2 separate regions of the Oryzias latipes genome follow, and region 2 is linked to region 1. Evidence: chromatin contacts called from public Hi-C data. All regions are on one chromosome and are shown on one strand. The core of a region is the stretch at or near the end of the contact, and the rest is flanking DNA. Distances in the headings are between cores, read along the strand shown.

Evidence for each region. Hi-C and Micro-C count contacts between places; a contact is called where the count stands out from the background.
Region 2: a Hi-C map of fibroblasts shows a contact between it and region 1, with 1.9 times the contacts expected there. The contact joins the enhancer-like site here to the promoter of agrn in region 1.

Annotation. Positions count from the first base shown.
Region 1 is chr7:1,228,201-1,231,027 of ASM223467v1, forward strand. It overlaps agrn (agrin), which reads left to right and starts at 1,336. Exons shown (of 40, transcript XM_023956309.1): 1 at 1,336-1,842; 2 at 2,725-2,827. The coding sequence starts at 1,639.
Region 2 is chr7:1,377,009-1,379,807 of ASM223467v1, forward strand. The region is part of intron 5 of agrn (agrin); the gene reads left to right. Among protein-coding and RNA genes, the nearest start is that of LOC101172160, 96 kb to the right of the region's middle. Within about 2 kb of position 1,498, at least 3 of the 8 cell types and tissues checked have an H3K27ac peak or open chromatin away from gene starts, as enhancers often do.

The DNA of each region.
Region 1 (2,827 bases), core at 86-2,585:
TGTGGATAACCAAGCCTATCATTTTTTCCAGGAATAGAAGGGTTGTAAAAATTATAGCTTAGAGGAGAGGAAATGTGTCCTTTCAGAGAAGGAGCTCAAACAAACTGGCCATATGGTTGCGTTTACACACTGGGAGTTGGAGGAGATCTTTAGTGAGGTGTGGTCTCTCCATTCACAGGAACTTTTTATGAACAGGGCTGTTGGTCCAGGAGCACCAAAGCAAACAGTCAGCCAGAGGCCAGGGAAGCCGTGATGGACCGTCTCCATCCTCTCAGTCTCTGAAGGCTGAGCAAGGACCTCATGCAAATACGGAGCATATTAGTTTCTGATGCGGGAACTCGGATCCTTACATATAGGATGTTTTGGAAGGAAAAGAACTACACTAAAGCCACAAGCGGCGTTCTAACTTTCCCCTTCTGCCCCTGTCACTCTGGTCAGAGCTTCACCTGATGTGAACTTTTGTAAATGACATAATGTGCAATAAAGTTTATTCAAAAACAACAAGAACAAAATCTGTGTATTGAATTTTCACAATAATGTGGTCAAAAATGTGCGGGCAATAGATGAACGCCACTTTTGCAGGCTCGCCATGCCAAACACCATTTAAAGAAAGATGACGAGTTAAGAGGCGATAGATCGAAATCCTTCAAAGTTGAAATTTGTAATTGGTACTAAAAGTGGTTTTTTTTTTATTTTAAGATGGTTGACTCTTCTCAAGGTCAAAGGTCACCAGAACATCAGTTGTGGTTGTAGACTTAACCTGGTAGGGTGTGTGACATTTTATGAAGATCACTCGATCACGTGTAAAAATCGCCAAATTTCACATTTTACCACAAAATAGCCACCAAGTTGTAGGTCCTGTGGCCATCCCATAATAATTTCAAAAACTTCCTTTGGATATCCCTGACAAGTGCGTTTAGGTTCCCTTAGCGGAGTTTGAATTATTTTCTTTTTAACTCCAAAAGAGATTTTGGCCGCATTAATTTTTATGATTGTTCCTCTCGCTGTGACGTCATCACTTCTTTCTTTTTTGCTGTGGGTGGGGGAGTTCTGGTCTCAGCCGCTCACTTTAAAATCTGGGGGTTTAACTGAAACGCTGCTGCGCATGCGCTCAGGTATAAATCGTGAAAGTTTGGCGGTCATTGCTTCCAGAATCACCTTTAAATCTCTCTGCTGGACTTGGGCGCGCGGCTGCGTTGGCTCAGCTGTGTGTGTGTGTGTGTGTGTGGTGGTGGGGGGGGTCAGTTGCGGGAGGGGGTCGCACAGGCGCTGTCTCTCCGACTGGGGGCGGCGTAGGACAATCGGTCTCCCCCCCACACACACACTCCCCACCCCCACTTGTGGGATTTGCGATTCAGATCGGCCGTGCGCGTGCATTCCTCGAGAGAGAGAGAGATAGAGAGATAGAGAGAGAGAGTTCCCAGTCCCTTCCTCCCTTCTCCTCTTCCTCCTGGTCCTCCAGCCGGCGGCGGCAGAGAGGGATTTCTGACCCGGGCTGTGGATGCTTGGAGCGCTGCTGCGGCAGGAGAAGGAGACGCCGGAAGTGGGAGCGACGTTTTGAAAGCCACGCCGAGAGTTCAGGCGCGTGCAGCGGGCAGGTTCACCTGAGAAAGTTTCCTCTCACGTGCTTCGTCCGTCATGGGCTCCCAGGGGACTCCGCGGAGCGGGCGCGCGGCGCTGCTCCGCGCGGGGCTACTCGTGGCTCTGCTGCTTCAGCTTTGCGCCGCGAGCTGCCCGGAAAGAGAGCTGGAGGACCGCGAGGAGGAAGCCAACGTAGTTCTGACCGGAACCGTGGACGAGATTATCAACGTGGACCCGGTGCACCACACGTACTCGTGCAAGGTAAGCAGTTTGGGGCGCGAGGAAAGTTTAAAAACAGCTTAGAAGGAGGCGCGCGGGGCCATCATCAGCATCTCTGCTGAGCAACACTTGTCTAAACTCATTCATCCACAATCCTCTGCCTTCACAAGATAGACCCCCCCCCACCCCCCACCACGGCTACAAGGCAGGCCCAGCCGACCATGTAATCATCCCAAACATGCTGCTGCTAGAAGCGGGGCCCTCGGTGGCCCCTGACTAGTGTCCAGGATGAGATTCCTGCATCAGGTTGAGTTTGTTCCTGACATCCAAACCTGAGAGTTGTGACGTCATGTTGGACGCTCCAACTCTCTGCAGCTATAAATGTAGTTTTACTTTCCTGTCGGGCAGATCCAAGAAGATCTAAAAGCTGCTGCCAAGACGCTAATAAAGAAGTGGCGGCGTGCTGTCATAGAAACCCTCAGAACGGACATGGTCCGTTGGTTTGAGTCCCTCCAGACTCAGAGTCTGCTTGTCCTCAGTCAGAGAACCTCCTTCCTCCTTCCTGAGAAATGAAATTTTCCCCTGCAGTGGCCTTGTGGTCTTTGCGGTGGGTCGCAAAGACCATAATCCGGGAAAACTAAACAAGCGGTGTCTGGTCGGCTCCCCGTCTGCCCTGCGCCCGTGTTCCTGTCAGCCGAGGGCGAACGGTTCACGCTTTCAGACGTCTAGCATGTGGAGAAGTGATGGTGCTACTCTGTGTGGTGGAGGGGGGCACGCTCACTGCATGTTTGCAGAGAGACGCTGCTATCAGTGTGACACCCGTCTGCAGGAAGACTTTCATTCACATCACCACCAGCCTGAAAACTCCATCAATGTGATCATTTTATCTGTGCCTCAAAACACGCTCTCCCTTCTCCCTCCAAGGTCAGAGTTTGGCGCTACTTGAAGGGAAAGTCAAACGTGAACCGTCAGATCCTGCTGGACGGCGGAAACAAGGTGATGATCGGCGGCTTCGGGAACCCCAGGA
Region 2 (2,799 bases), core at 248-2,747, 150 kb after region 1:
ATCAAGGGGGTAGACCGATCACCCGTAGAGAGAAAAAGTTCATTTCTTTCTACGTGTTTTCTACGACAGGTCGTAGTGAACACCTATATAACATGTAAGGGGGAAGTACGCGAGACGCAGGCATGGTGTATAGATATTTTCATTTTTTAGCCCCGCCAAATCCTGCAGACTGAACAAAGAGCTGTTCAAGTGAAACGTGCACGCTCCTCACTGCAGCCTGACTGTTAGAAACGAGAACAGGAGACAATCGGAGTGTTTGTGTGGACGTCCTACAGGCGCTTGTGTGTCCCGTCCAGGCAGGTGGAGGTGGGCGACCTTCAGCACAGAAGTGCCGATCTGGGAGACATTCAGTCAGATTTCTGGAAAACCAACTTTTTGCTGCCCAAAACTTTATGTAGCACAAAATTTGACCTTTTAAAAACAAACGTATGAGTCATCCGAGATTTGTAAAAGTAACGCTTGCATAAGCATCTTTATCAGAAACTGTCCGGGTTTTTATTAATAAACCCTAAAATCCAGAATCAAATTAGCCGTCAGCTCTCTGAAGTGCATTTCTGTGCAGATCTCCTCTCTGCTCTGTTCTTCTGCAGTCGTGATGTTTCACAGAGTTCTTTCACTTTTTAAACATAAAGGAGGTTGATAAAATACATTTGAGAGGGTTTTCAGCTGCTGGAAAATGGTTTCAGGCCATGATAACCCTCCAACCGCAGAAATACTACAAACTCCTGCAAAGATTCTCATGGAGAAATATTTATCAGAATGTTTGCAGAATTCCTCTGCTCCCCCTGCTGTAGAGCGTGCACGGACGTGCACGGGCGTGCTCGTGCACACGTCCTCCCTGGTCATTGAGGGGCTCTGGCAGCAGGGCGCCAAGTAAAGTCAGCACGCCGCTGACAACTTGCTGTCCCTAATGAAGCTTTAATAAACCGCTGCAGCAAACAGAGATCAGCTCCTCCTCCTGGGGGTGGAGGAGGAGGAGGAGGAGGAGGAGGAGGAGATGATGGCTGTGATCTTCCTGAACCCCCCCCAGCATTCAAGTGCTGCACTTATACTTAACACAAACAAACTGAAGTCATTTGTTGGAGCAGCGTTTCTGAGAAGCATCTGGACGCAGATGTTTTATTTCACGTTTTCTCAGGTTCTCTGGACTCTTCCTGAATTTAAATTCCTGCTGAAGAAGCATCGGGGAGGGGCGCTCCGTCCTCGTCCCTGTGCTGAGTTTCTGTCGGCGTCTTGTTAACATTTTCCTCAGATGTCGTCCCTGAAGCTGCAGGAGATCGCTGAGGTTCTCCACCTTCCTGTGGGGGTGTGGGGTGAAGCTGAGGGCAAACGACGCAGAACTGAATTGATCCTTCAAAGACGGACTTCAGTTTTTTCTTTCCCTGTTTCTTCTCTGATGATTCATGAGTTCTGGAAAGAGCAGCTGTAGCAGACGCTTGATCCCCCCCCCCCCCCCCCCCCATGTGTCGACTTCACATGCCTGAACTGTGGGGCCCCCAGCAGCAGCAGCGGCCCCCCCACCCTTGATGGCTCCGTGTCCTAATTCCAACACGACTTTACCCGATGTTTGTGGACTGGTTCTGGATGTGCTGCAGCACATGCACCCCCCCCCTCCCTCGTTGGCAGATAGACAACAGATGTTTGAATGAATCTTCCAGCAGACGGAGACCTGCTGTCCACCGCAGTGACAGCTCTGTTTTCCACCACATCCTTTCTGTTCCTTCAGGTTTTGGTTTTTCTGAAACTGTGGAGGCGACAATATTTCTGCTCAGAAAAACAAACAATTCAAATTTAGGATTACGTTTTTGCGTAAAATGAATCTGAATACTCGTGTAACTCAAAAGCCCCCAAACACTTTTGTAGATTAGAATCATTTGATTGAAAACACAAATAGGAAATATTTATTTTCACTTGTGTGAAAAAAACAAAACTAACTGAAAAAAGTCTTAAAGCAACGTTTTTGGAAATGTTCAAAAATAAAAGATCATGGTTTCATTTAACTTTACATCACAAATCCAGTTGAGTCCATCGGTTGTCTTATATTAAAATAAAGTTTCCTTTTTTACAATAAATCTTGATATTTTTTGTGAAAATGTGAATCAAAGTTTTTTGGCAGCTCTGTGCAGCAGCCATAATTAACCACAAAGCAAAGTTTTTGTTAGTTTAACTGAACAAATGCTGCCGTTCTGTCACTTTCTGCTTTTGTCGGTTCATCTGCGTCCCCTCCTCTCATTAACGGAGCGTTCTTCGGCTCCTTCAAGTCAGGAGGCGGTCTCACTGGCAGCAACAGGCGTTTGAATCTGGAGAAGAAAACTCCACTGTCTTCCTTCGCTTTCGCCTCTTTTTTTGCCACCTTTCATATTAATAATGGGAGGATGAGCTCCCTGAGGTCTGCTGTGGTTCGCACTTTTTATTCCTGTATATTATTCCTTTTTTTTTTACTTTCTTCACTTGTTACACTGATCACATTCGCCCGTGCAATTTGTCTGCTTGTCTGACTGAGTAGGGAGGCTTATCTGCACTAACGCCCCGCCGAGACTGAGCTTCAAATCCAAATCAGCCTCTGTTTGCATTCAAATCAGCCCGCCCCCCCCCCTTACCCCTCACTTTCTCCCCTGGCCCCTAGAAGACAGGTCGGTAAAAGAGGAAAAATCTTTTCTGCAGTATAATCCGATCTTCTGTTTTTGTTGGGTTGTAACGATGTGTGTTTCATTTTGTGTAACCTGCTAGAGCAGCTAGCAGACTAGAGCAGGCTTGAACAGCGGCGAGGTGCGCAGAGGTCATCAGCGCCTCACTGGT